2 separate regions of the Sus scrofa genome follow, and region 2 is linked to region 1. The links are chromatin contacts, called in public HiChIP or PLAC-seq maps. All regions are on one chromosome and are shown on one strand. The core of a region is the stretch at or near the end of the contact, and the rest is flanking DNA. Distances in the headings are between cores, read along the strand shown.

Region 1 (6,813 bases), core at 1,944-4,443:
TTTGCTTGTACTCCTGTTCGCTCTATTAGACCATAAGATTCTTGAAGGCACAGATCTTTTTTTTTTCTGATTGAGAATTTATGTATTTTTATTTTTTAAATAATGATTTTTTTCCCATTATAGTTGGTTTATAGTATTCTGTCAATTTTCTTTTTCTTTCTTTCTTTTTTTTTTTTTTTTGCTTTTGAGGGCTGCACCTGCAGCATATGGAGTTTCCCAGGATAGGCGTCAAATCAGAGCTACAACTGCCAGCCTACACCACAGCCACAGGAATGCAGGATCTGAGCGGTGTCTGTAACCTACACCACAGCTCACGGCAACGCCGGATCCTTAACCCACTGAGCGAGGACAGGGATGGAAACTGCAACCTCATCTTTCCTAGTGGGATTCTTTTCCACTGCTCCAGGATGGGAACTCCTCTCAATTTTCAACTGTTACATCTACATGTACACATTCTTTTTTCTCACATTATCATGCTCCGTCATAAGATATGGTTCCCAGTGCTATACGGAAGGATCTCATTGCTAATCCATTCCAAAGGCAGTAGTTTGCATCTATTAACCCCAAATTCCCAGTTCATCCTACTCCCTCCCCCTTGGCAACCACAAGTCTGTTTCCATGTTCATGATTTTCTTTTCTGTGGAAAGGTCATTTGTTGAAGGTACAGATCTTATGACCCTTGTGTGCTCTAGCCTGGTACATGTGTAGTCACCACAAATGAACCAAAACTCTATATAAGCATGATTTCAAATATTTGAAGGACTGTCCTGAAGACAACCGAAGATATTATTTTTGATTTTGGCCTCCCAGGCAGCATGCAGATTGAAACCATGCACAATAGTGACAATGCTGGATCCTTAACCCACTGCACCACCAGGGAACTCTTGAAGAGATTTTAATATGCACACCTCCAGAGAGCCAAGAATAAGGATGAATTGGGGTATGTGCTCAGAGGACAAATTTGGGCTCATTAGGAGAAAATGCTTTAGTATTTTCTTTAGTATTGGCTTTAGTACAGATTCAATTAGTAGAAGCCTGATTTGAAGCAGCTTGAGCAAAGGGAGAGCTTTTTTGAGTACAGATTCCAAGAAATGGTTGCATTGCCAACCTGCAGGAAGGCCATGGACAAAGCTGCATCTCAGGAACACTTGCAACAAAGCTCCCAAAAATCTTCAGGACTCTGCCCCTTGCCTTTGCTTCTCCCTGTGTCAGCCTTCTTCTTCCCTACTGCAGACTGGCAGACTTCCACATAGCAGGAAACATGGCTGCTGAAAGCTCGGACCTTGCAGCTCACAGCTTTCTATTGGGACTGTTTTTGTTTTGTTTTGTTTTTTCCAAATTCCAGTTGAAAACATTTTTTTTTTTTTGCTTTTTAGGGCCACACCTGCAGCATGTGGAGTTTCCCAAGCTAGGGACTGAATCAGAGCTATAGCTGTTGGCCTATGCCACAGCCATAGTCACTTGGGATCTGAGTCGAGTTTGTGACCTACACCACAGCTCAGTGCAATGCTGGATCCCCAACCAACCGACTGAGTGAGGCCAGGGATCAAACCCACATCCTCATGGATACTAGTCAGATTCATTTCTGCTGCACAACAACAGGAACTCCATTTTGGTGAAGAACTTTGGCACAGCTTGGGTCTGAAGCTTACTTCTGCGGTCAGGGAGATGGGTATCATGAAGAGTGTGGCTTGAGTCAAATGAGAAGGTGGAGGAAGTGGTGAGGGGAGAGGGTAGGAACATGGCAGCTGCCCTTGGAATCACACAGTGGGAGTAGGGGAAGAGCAATTTCCAAAAGGAGTGGGGATGTAAGAGCAGCTTCTAGAATAGAGGGGTTGTACTCCTTTGCTCCAATTTTTTTTTCTTTTTCTTTTTTTTTTTGCTTTTTAGGGCCGCACCTTCGGCATATGGAAGTTCCCAGGCTAGGGCTTGAATCAGAGCTACAGCTGCCAGCCTAACCACAGCCACAGCAATATGGGATCCAAGGTGTGTCTGCAACCTACACCACAGCTCATGGCAATGCCAGATCCTTAACCCACTGAGCGAGGCCAGGGATCGAACCCTCATCCTCATGGATACTAGTGGGGCTCGTTAATGCTGAGCCACTGCAGGAACTTCCTGCTCCAACTTCCTAATGATTAAAATCATCCATCTCTAGGTACTTTCTGGATGCTCTCAAGGATGTAGGAGAAGATTAAACCAACTTGGACACTCCCAATATTTAGTACCATATTTAGATAGTGCTTAGAATTTTGCTCTCAGAAACTATTGAATGATTAAATTATTTTTCTGGGCGTTAGGACTCAGCCCATTTCCCCTTTGGGTGCTGGGGAAAGGAGGCTGAAAAGGGTGGCAAAGGAGGTTCAATAATTCTAGAATTGTTCGCTGAAGCCCTGATCTATGCTAGATAATGGAGAGGAACACAGAGGTACCCAGAGGAAATCTGGCCTCCTAGGAACCGAGGTCACTTATGGAGGTATATGAGTTTGAGTTTGTCTAAGTGCTGGACCAACAGCCACTGGCAAGGCCAGGGGCAGTCAGGTCTGCTGCCAGGAAGAGGGGCGAGTCCCTGGCTCCCTTGTCTCCCATTGGATCCAGCCCAAGCTCCTAGCGGCTCTTTGCCCCCTTGGTGCCTTTCTCCAGGCCTCAAACGCCCCGCGCAGCTCCTTGGATACTTCCTTTTTTATTTAAGATTTTTATTTTTTTCTATTACAGTTGATTCACAATGTGCCTTGGGTCCTTCGGCACCCTCCGCTTGGCCAAGGCCGCACAGCCGGAGCTTCCACACCTTCAAAACGGGGCGCGGGCAGGGCAGGGCAGGGAGGTGACTAGGGAGCTAGGGTCCTAGGGACCTGTTAGGGGCACGTACTGGGTCCCTTTCTAGAGTCGCACCCCACCCCCACCCTTTCCCCTTCGGCTCAGAGAGGGTCGGACGCCGCCGCTGCTGAGGCAGAGGCGCGCGCGAAGCGGGAGCACACCGCCGCCAAGGAGGCGCACGGTGGGAGAGCTGTACACCCGACGGGCGGTCGGCTGAGGGAAGAAACCAGAGACCCGGAGTCGGCCCCTCGGGCAAGGCCTGGCGGGGCCTCCGCGCCCCGGCGCCCCCCGGCGCCTGGGAGGCCGCGGTGGCCGGGCCGGGGGAGGGACAGCAGCAGGTGACGACGGCCGGGCCCCGGGGCTATAAATAGGGGCGCGCGTCAGCCGCGGGAGGGGGAGCGGCGGCCAGCGGCGTGGAGCCGGGCGGGCAGAGGCCTGGAGAGCGGGCGGGAGCCGACGGCGAGTGCGGGCCGGCGGCAGCATGGGGTCGCGGAGGGTGTCCAGCCGGGGCTGGGGCTCGGGCGGACGGGCCGGGGCGGGGGACGACGGCGAGGACGACGGGCCCGTGTGGATCCCCAGCCCCGCCAGCCGCAGCTACCTGCTCAGCGTGCGGCCCGAGACCAGGTGAGTCGCGCTCGGGGGGGGGCCGGGCCGGCGTCGGGCGGGCAGAGGCCTCGAGTGAGGCCCTCGGATGGGCCCCCCGCGCTGACTGGAGGCCCGAGGCCCGGGTCACGGCCAGGCCGGGCCCGCTCCCCTGCCCTCTCAGGGCCCGTGAACCTCGGGCCTCTGGCCAGGAGAGGCTCAGGGGACGAGAGGGGCCCTAGTTCGGGGTGATTTCACGGGGGCCCCCCGAAGGCTCTCCTTATCTGCGCTCCCTTGCTCCCGCCCCGCCGCCCCCACCGCCGGTACTCCCGGGCTTCAGATTCCACAGTTTGCGATAAGGAAGGCAGGGGAGGCCGAAATTCCTCGGGGCTGGCAGGGAGGGGGTGGGCGAGCAGCAGGGAGGCAGGAGGGGACGCCAGGGCCACTGCCCTGGGGTGGGGGGCTGTTTGGCTTGGGATTCGCCAGGAGGAAATAAACTGCAAAGACGGTTTTCCCTCTGGGCCCAGAACCCTGGTCTTCCCCAGGATCCTGGTGGGGGCTGTTGAGGTGAAGGGGTGGCTTGCTGGTTGGTCCTGCCTGAAGATTCAGAGGTTGTGGCTCTGAGGAAGCCAAGTGCCCTGCCCAGTTGGGGGCAATGGGATGCCAAGGGAAGAGGCTGAACTGATGAACCCTTTACTCCCCTTCCAAGAGTTAATTAAAGAGGTGTGGATGCTTTGTTTTAGGAGCTCGGCTACCTACAGATGTAAGGACACAGACAATAGAGAGGCATTTTGGCACTCAAAGGCACACTGGCCCATGGGGACACGTGCATTGCCTTGGAGACGGATACTTCCTGCCCCCTCTCGGCCACTCCGTCTCCCTCCACCACTGGAGCCTACTCCTCAGGGAATTGTGATGGCTAGCTTTTGTGGTTGTGTCACAGCCCCAGCACTTGGCTTGTCGTAGGTTAGACCGAAAACAGCCACTCCTCTGAGAAGCTGTCCAGAGACCTCTTGTCCTCCGTTCTTAAAACAGCACAAAAACAGACATCAAGGACATTCAGGAAAAGTCCCAGGCACTTCCTCGTGGATTGGCTGAGTTCTGTTGACCTTGGAGTTGGAAAAGTTCAAATGTAACCGGAACCGGTTTCAGCATAAAACTCGTCAAATGGTGTCACATGTCTAGGACAGGGCTGAGGGCTGGTGTGAGTGACTGAGTCAGACTCGGCAAGGACCCTGGCTGCCAAGAAAGAATGCCCCTTCCTCCTGACCATGGGCTCTATGGAAAGGCTGGAAGGAAATTTGTGTATTTATTCCAGCCCATGGTGAAGCTGATTGCCTTATAGCAGCCTCACACTTGTCTCATACTTGTCACAATGATTTGTCTGGGCTTTGCCTCCTGTGTCCAGCCTTTGTCAACATCAGCGGAACAAGTACAAGAGGGAAGTAGGGCCCTTCTTAGAGACAGCAGTGGGGCGACTTGAAAATTAGGCAGAATGGAGAGGGCGGGGGACCCTGGGCTGTTAGGAAAAAAGCTGGAGAGTGGACACTGTGTCCACTCTCTAGCTGCCTGGCTGAGCAGTTGTGTGGTAGATAAATTTTAATTGCACATCTGAAGAGCACAAAGCAGTATGTCAGCCTGAGAACTGCAGATGGGTAAGAAGTGTCTGGCTTAAGTCCTTTGGGACCTAAGTGAGTGCTCTTAAATGGAGACTCTTTTCATTGAACATTTAAAGGGGCAGGGCTGGGGCAGTTTGGGAGAGAGGGTTTTTTAGCCCAGGACTGTGGGCTATGTTTTGCCCCTGCCAGCTGGCCACAGACACCCCTTCCCCCCCACAGGTCCTGAGGGACAAGGAAGCCCAGGCTTACCTCACTTCTGGAGAGGCCTCTGGCCCAAGAGGATATACTGTGAAAGTGAATGGGGCTGTAAGTGGGGTGGGAAGTTCCCGGTTCTCTAGCAAGGCCTGACTAGAGCAGGCAACCTTATAGTCTTCTCTCAGAGCAGCCCGACTGCCTGTGGGGCTGGGAATAGGCCCCGTTGAAGACTTTGCCAGCTGATACTGGCCCCCGCCCCTTGAAACCTGACTATCCCACAGTCCTGACTGAGAGGCAAATCCCATCCCACCCACTCACTCTTGACTTCAGCATTTTCTGGGTCTACTGTGATACAAAGCTATCATGGAGCCTGTGAGTCATCATTCTCATGGGCCCCTGGGAGGGTGGGCTGCCCTGTGGGAGCTGAGAGACAGCTAGACTGGGAGCCAGGCCACCAGAAGCCTTGGCCCAGGTCTAGAACCTGTCTTCCTGTGCATACCTTTCCTTCCCCTGACCCTGGAGGGGTTTCCAGTCCATAGTCAGCTCCAGGATATTTCCAGTAATCACCGGGGTCAGAGGTCCAACATGCAAATAGTCCCACCGCACTCTAGGCCCTGCCTCCTAGGGTATCCAGCCTCTAGTACCTCAGCTCTTAGGTAGGTGGGCGTGGGTAGGCCAGAGTAGGTTAAGGAACCACTCCTTGTGTGGATGCAGTTATAACTAACTTGCTTCTGAGGGACACTTAGAAGTTCCAGAAATCTCTGATCCCTCCTTTCTTAGATGCCCTGGTCCAAGCGGGCTCAGAGCAGCAGCAGAGTGTCATGATATTTACTATAACATTGTAACACTTCTTCTGTTCTGCTTGGGTCAGGTAGGTTGTCCAGGGAAACTGAGGCATCAGATTAGGACTTTCCGAAGTTCTTTTATATCCCAGGATACATGAAAGCTGAGAGGAATGGGAGGCCTCTAGCTTTTGTAGCCAGTCCTGGTTCCCTCACTGCACTGCTCCCAGGGCTACTTTTCTTCTTTATGAAGAGAGCTTTCCTTCCTGGGCCCTGAATTCCCATTCTCTATAATGAGGGGAGCATTAAAATGTCTTTTAGGCCTTTCTATCCCAGCTTTCAATTCCTCTGATTCTTACAGTCCATAAACGGGGAGCTCCCTTCCTGGGTAAGAGCCCTGAGCCTACCTCTGGCCCAGTCAGCAGGGCACAGCCACCTTCTGAAGACAGGGTGCCTCTACCTCCCATGGCTCCTCCCGATGTGGCTAATTAAGTAAGGGTGAGGCCTAGAGAAAGCAAGACAGTGGTTCCAGGGGGCAGAGCATCACAACCAGCCTTAGAGAGAGCCAGGGAGGGGTCACTAATCACAGCTCAGCCCCTTGCCTCCTTGCAGGTGGAACCTGTCATTTTCTATCTCAATTAGGGAGCTGATTCTCTCCTTCTCCTTCCCAGGGAAGAAACCCAGACCGAACAAAGGAGAAATATCTCCATTCTAAGGAGAAAGGCCAAGGAAGCTCACGATCAGGAAAGGATGAGTTGGCCAGTGCCTTGAAACCGTGGGAGGTCCTGCCCTCACAGCCTCTGGAGGACTTTTAAAGC
Region 2 (6,813 bases), core at 2,186-4,685, 75 kb before region 1:
ATCCAGCCAAACAGACCTCTTGGTGTTTGCTGAACTTCTCATTCTGTATTCTTGATCATTCCTTCCACATAGTGCAGCCTTCTCAACTAGCCCATCTCTGCTTGCCAAAGTCCTACCCATCCTTCAAAGATCCATTTCCAATTTCCCTTTCTGATTTCTAATACCTTTCTTTTGAAATCCAGAAATATCTTTTAAAAATACATTAAAATATACTTTAAAATATCACTTTTCCTGATTTCAAGTTTTTTTTTTTTTTTTTTTTTTTCCTGCACTTCTGCTGACATGCGGAAGTTCTTGGGCCACAGCAGTGACAACACTGCTTAGTGGGTTAACACTTCCTTAACCCACTAGGCCGCTAGGGAACTCCAAAAATCCTATTTTAAAATCTGTGTGATACACATTTATGTATGTTTCTATATTATAGGCTGGTATCATATCCTTTTACAATGTGCTTTTAATTTAATCAATCAATTAATTTTTTCTTTTTTGTCATTTTAGGGCTGCACCTCTGGCATATGGAGGTTCCCAGACTTGGGGTCAAATCAGAGCTGCGGCCTCTGGCCTACACCACAGCCACAGCAACACCAGATCCGAGGTGCATCTATGACCTACACCACAGCTCATGGCAACTCTGGATCCTTAACCCACTGAGCAAGGCCAGGGATCGAACCTGTGTCCTCATGGATGCTAGTCAGATTCATTTCCGCTAAGCCATGATGGGAACTCCCTACAATGTGTTTTTTAATTACAAGTATTTCCCATGTCATTAGTATTTTTCTTCAACATGATTTTTAAAGATTATAGATGAGGAGTTCCCATTGTGGTACAGCAGAAACAAATCCGACTAGTATTCATGAGGATGTGAGTTCAATCCCTGGCTTCCCTTAGTGGGTCTGGGATCCAGCATTGCCATGAGCTGTGTTGTAGGTCACAAACATGGCTCAGCTCCTGAGTTGCTGTGGCTGTGGTGTAGGCCGGCAGCTGTAGCTCCAATTCTACCCCTAGCCTGGGAACTTCCATATGCCTTGGGTGCAGCCCTTAAAAAAAAAAAAAAAAAAAAAAAAAGCAAAACAAACAAAAAAAGCCAAAAAGATTACAGATGAACTATAATTTAACAATCACATAACACTGGGCATTTTGCTTGTTTTCACAAGCATGGTGCTGTCTTTTGGGGAAATACAAATGGAGTGGTTTAAAAATCCAGAAAAGACAGGGAATTCCCATTGTTGCTCAGTGGTGAACAAATCCGACTAGGAACCATGAGGTTGCGGGTTTGATCCCCGGCCTTGCTAGGTAGTGTTAAGGATCCGGTGATGCCGTGAGCTGTGGTATACGTCACAGACACAGCTCACATCCCACGTTGCTGTAGCTGTGGTGTAGGCCAGCAACTACAGGTCCAATTAGATCCCTAGCCTGGGAACCTCCATGTGCCACTAGTGCGGCCCTAGAAAAGCCAAAAAAAAGGTAAAAAACCCCTAACAACTGGAGTTCCTGTTGTGGCTCAGTGGTTATCGAATCTGACTAGGAACCAGGAGGTTGCAGGTTTGATCCCTGGCCTCACTCAGTGGGTTAAGGATCTGGTGTTGCTGTGAGCTGTGGTGTAGGTTACAGACATGGCTTGGATCCTGGGTTGCTGTGGCTCTGGTGTAGGCCGGTGGCTACAGCTCCAATTCGACCCCTATCCTGGGAATCTCCATATGCCACCGGAGTGGCCTAAGAAATGTCAAAAAGACCAAAAAAAAAAAAATCCAGAAAAGACAACCTTAAGACCACTAGAACATTAAAAATATAAAATTAAATCTTAATAAAATAAATGGAGTGGTATCCAAGGTATAGTGACAAATTTCCTAAAAGGGCAATTGGGGCCAGTGATTATTTAGAGAACTCCAAGTTCCCCCATGAATCTTTGGAAATATTGGCAGAGATCTTGGGTTTCCCAGAGCCAACTACATGTAAGTTTTAAAGGGCAGTGACCCCAGCAGGATTATGGTTGACTTTGGGGGTCATCCAGGTCACTGAACCATGGGAACATGCCTGGCTGAGTATGCATACCTCCCCACCCTAAAATATTTATTTCTATCTTTGTGTATCCTTTAAACCTGGTTGGAAGAAGTGTGCCTCTTCTCAGATTTCTTAGCACCCCCCCATCTCGTTTTCCTTTTATGAGATCATGCACCATTAATTATTCTCTCTCATCTTTTTATTCTCCCCTATCAGCTCTTTTGAGTGCACCTCCTCAATTTAAAAGAAAAAAAAAATCACCTTTCTCCTCTGCTCCAACTACCCCTGGAGCTATACATAAGGCCTGCTTTTCTTCCCCTCTCCCTGCCAAACTTCGGGAAAGAACCACCACCCTTTTTACTGCCTTCAGCGCTTCACTACCACTTACTCCCTACTCAAGAGCTCAGCTCAGCTTAGAGTCTGGCCCACAGTCGGACCGGGCTGAAAGTTCCACCCCTCTTGAAGATTGGCCTGTCCTTCCCCGTTCTTCAGACGCACTTCTCCACGGTTGGCAGTGGGTGCTCACTGCCAGACACCAGGGCCTCATCTCTGGGTTCTCACACTATCACCTGGCTGTTGCCTTAATTCCGCCTGTCTCCAGGTACGCTGGGCTCTTGGAAGGTCCTGCTGGTCACCTTCTGGGCCATCTGCCCACCTCTCCGTTCTCACCTTGCACAGTCCTAGCTTCCCCTGTAACTCGGAGGTCTCGCCGTCTATACCCTGGGAGGCACCCGTTGCCAGGCCTTCAACTCTGTTCACCGCGGGTCTCACGGTTCCTCCAGAGGCTCCATTCCTCCGGGCCTTCGTGCAGGTCTCTAGATATAGCAATGACCCAACATTGAGGGCGCACCTAGTAAGCGCCAGGCCCATGCCCCCTCTGCTACCTTTCACATAGCTGCCTACTAGGCTCCACTAGTGCCAGATCTGAGGGAAGAGGACGCCGTCTCAGCTCCTGAGGCGCTCGCCCTCCGCTAGGGCGACACAGCCGCGTAGGCAGATCGTGGCCCTCTAGTGGGAGACCTCGGCCCCGACCTCGGCCCTGCCCGGGAGGCGCGTCAGAGGACGAGAGGCCCAAGTCGCGGAGAGCGGCCGCTGGGCCGGTACCGCTCCGGGTGCTCTGCTGGGCAGGAGAGGCAGGCGAGCCCGCGGGCCGGGCCCGGGTCCGCGAGGTTGGGGTTCTATTTCTTCCCCGTGCCTCCCCTGCCCCGCCCGCCGCCGTCGGGTCGGTGCCGCGCAGCCCGCCCGGGACGGGAGGCGGGAGGCCGAAGGCAAGAGGCGAGAGGCCGGGCCCAGACTGGGGCTGGGGCAGCCGCTCAGCCACACCGCCCTGGGCCGGGCGCCCAGGTCCGAGTCGCCTTCCGCCTCCCCCCACCCCCCCGCGGCCCCAGCCAGGTCCCGCCGCCAGGCCGGCTCCCGCCCCCGCTCCGCCCCCGGAGCCGCAGCCCCGCCCGCCACCGCCGTCGCCATGTTGTGGCTCCCGCAGCCGGCGCTGGGGACGCGCGCGGCCGAGCCCGGGGCCTGCAGCCGCCGCCGCCGCCAGGTAAGCGCCCCCCGCGGGCCGGGCCGGGCGGGGCTTGTGGGCCGGGGCCGCCGCCGAGGCCGCCCTAGCCTGAGCCGGGGCTGAGCGGAGCCGGGGCCGAGCCCGCGCCCGCGCCGAGGCCCGGCCCTGCAGCCAGGCGGACCCTGCTCGCCGCCCGAGGCGGCAGCCACTTCCCCCGACCGCCGCCTGGCGGGCCCCGGCCGCCACCCCACCCCGCCCCCGGCCGACGGGCCGCCTGCCCCTTCCGCCGCCCCGACCCGCCGCTACCCGGCTGGGCGGGCATGCTGCTGTCCTCCTGGCGCGGGACGGGCGGCCGCCCTCGGCGTCGGCCCACGGCCCCCTGCCCGGGCACGGATAACGGTGCCACTTTCCCCCGCTGGGGCGTCCTGTCAGTCGGACCGTCTGGGCCGCCCGAAGAGCTGTCGCCGTCCCGGAGTAGACACTTGGGGGATCGACCTTTTTTGGCGCCCCTCCGTTCCCCTTCGCCCCCCCCCGCCCAAGTTCTGACCCCGGGGGAGGTTTCATCGGGAGCAGACAGGTATTCCTGCCCCGGAGTTGGGGGCCCAGGGAGTGACCAGGCCTGTTGATCAGGGTGGAGGTTGTCTCTGCAGGGGCTTTTCCTGCCAACCTGAGGGGGAGGCTCAATGTGACCCGAGGGAGGACGGGGAGCGTCTGCTGGACAGATGGCCTCCTGGCCTTGGATCAGCGCGTGTGAGGGGGAGGGGTCTGTACGACCTGAGGTGTGCCTGCTTCTGAGAACCCCAGGATTATCAGAACTGCTCAGGGATTTTTAACTTTTTTTTTTTTTTTTCTTCTCCATTTTTTCTTTTGCGTAGGCCAGAGATGGCATTAAAAAGCCTGGATTGGAGTAAATTCACAGACCCACCCAGGGCAGTATGTCTAACACCCAGGACTAGTCTAGAATAGAACTGGAGGAGGGGACTTGGGGGTAAGATGGTATTTGGCTTAGGGTTGGCCCACTTGCCTTCAGCTCTGTGTTCCTGGAAGGGCTGTCTGGTGCATCTGTTGGTGTGTAGAGTGTGGCTAAGGATACAGGATGTGGACATGCCTGGCCTGGTGGGTACTTGGTAGGATTTCAGGGATCTGTTTCCTCAAACTCATAGGTACACTACACAGTGAAAGAGAGCAGGAAGCAAGGTGCTAGCACACACATTTTGATCATTTTCCAATGTTTCCACTGGTCGTGGCTTTGATTCATTCAGCAAAATTTTACTGAGCACTTATTATGTGCCAGGCACTGGACTAGGTTTTGGGAGTACAGCGGTAAACCAAAAAGACATGTTTTAGCTTAATTGAGCTCATTGACTTGTGGGAAGGCCCAATAATAAGCAAATCATCTTGAAATTTCATTCAACAACAAATATTTGTCAACTAGTATGTGCCAGGCATTGTTTTAGATACTGTGAAGAAAGCAAGCAAAAATAACTGCCCTTGTGGAAGTTTCATCCTGGAGGCTTGGGGTGGGGGGAGACAATAAAATTAAATATGTAATAAAAATATAGTCTGTTAATAAGTGCTAAGGAGAAAAATAAAATAAGAAAGGAGGCTATGAGTTGTTGGGTGAGGACTGAATTTATATTCGAGTGGCCTGGAAAGACCTCCTAAGAAAGTCTTTTGAATAAAACTTTGAAGGTAGTAGTGAACTAATCATTTCAAACTGTGATGAGTACAAGGAAAGAAATGTGAAGAGTGGTAAGAGACGTCGCCCTTTATTTGGGTTGGGGGCTCAGGGAAGACTTCCCTTGAGGAAGTGACATTTATGCTGAGACTTGAAGGAGGGTTAAGAGTTAACCATGTGTGGAGCAGCACAGAGCTCGGCAAGTTGGAGGAAGTGAAAGAGGCCTGTGTGGCTGTAGGGGGGAAAGGGAGAAAGAGGAGATAAGTCTATGGAGAGGTGTGTCAGATCACTGGGGCCTTGGGGACAGAATGCCTTCCCTCCTTAATTTGGATTGTATTCCCAGTGTAATTAGGAACCTTTGAAGGGGTTTAAGTGAGTGACATGACGTTATTTACATTTTCGAGGACTCTGGTGTGGACCAAGATAAGCAGGTATGGTAAGGCTTTCTGTGTTGAATGGCCTAACTACTTGATCTGCCTGAAAAAGCCTCAAGCAGTCTGGGGAGGATCCTTTTCCTCAGACGATTTTGCCCAGCTTTTAGGAAGGGAAAGGAAAATGAATTAACATTTCTGGACTGCCATTAGGTGAAAGAATCAATTTTAGAAGACTTTTGCAGGCATTATCATATTTAACCTAATCCTCTCTGCTACTAGAAAAGAGTTGTCTTGCCCCCTTTACTTATGTATACAAGTTCAGAGGAGCTAGATGACTTATCCAAAGCCATGTTTGTAACATAATCTGGATTCAAACCCAGATCTTTCTGATTCCAGAGCCCAGTGGCTCTTGAGCCAGACTATTTATTGAGTTTGCATCTTGCTTCTGCCAATTGCTAACTGAATGACTTTTGAGTTAGCCTCTGTTGTGCCTCAGTTTCCTGTTTGGAAAAGCCTCAAGCTTTTCCCAGCTTAAATGCAATAAAAGTACCTCCTAGAGTTGTTGTGCTGATCAAATTAAAAAAAAAAAAAATATATATATATATATATCTCCCAATGGTTGGGTCACTTTGTTGTACAGCAGAAATTGACGGAACATTGTAAATCAACTATAGTAAAAAAAAATTTGAAAAATTAATTGCTCAGGAGTTCTTTTTGTGGCTCAGCAGTAATGAACATGATTAGTATCCATAAAGACTCGAGTTCCATCCCCAGCCTCAGTAGGTTAAGGATCTGGTGGTGGTGTAAGCTGTGGTGTAGGTCAAAGACGAGGCTCAGATCTGGTATTGCTGTGGCTGTGGCTTTGGCTGGCAACTATGGCTCTGGTTCAGCCCCTAGCCTGGGGACTTCTGTATGCCACGGTGCGACCCTAAAAAGACCAAAAAAAAAAAAAAAAAAAAAAAAATTAGCTCAAATGCTAGCTGCTGTTATTACTTAAAAAGTTAAAATATCCATGCTGCCTTTCGGTGCTGTTGTCATTTTGGATGAGATTAAATATATTCATAATTTAATTCTTGAATATTGTAAGACTCACTTTTCCTCTAAACAGCTATAGACAATGTTTCATGTGATGGATCCTTCAACATGGATTTCCCACTTTAGTCTTGAGGCTGTGCTAGGACTTAAGGATACAATATGAATTCCTTCTCTCAAGAAGGTCAAGGTATCCAGGGGAGGTCAGATAATTAGAAGAATGAGCT

What was found. HiChIP or PLAC-seq counts read pairs in DNA pulled down with a chosen protein or histone mark.
Region 2: a contact with region 1 is called in an H3K27ac HiChIP or PLAC-seq map of skeletal muscle. The contact joins the promoter of ZNF592 here to the promoter of ALPK3 in region 1. A contact is called at or near these places in 3 of 47 Hi-C or Micro-C datasets (psoas muscle and skeletal muscle) and 2 of 2 datasets of contacts at active chromatin or transcription factors (alveolar macrophages and skeletal muscle).

Annotation. Positions count from the first base shown.
Region 1 is chr7:52,715,155-52,721,967 of Sscrofa11.1, reverse strand. ALPK3 (alpha-protein kinase 3) reads left to right here and starts at 3,193. Exons shown (of 14, transcript XM_021098900.1): 1 at 3,193-3,441. The coding sequence starts at 3,299.
Region 2 is chr7:52,790,572-52,797,384 of Sscrofa11.1, reverse strand. ZNF592 (zinc finger protein 592) reads left to right here and starts at 3,435. Exons shown (of 11, transcript XM_021098901.1): 1 at 3,435-3,541.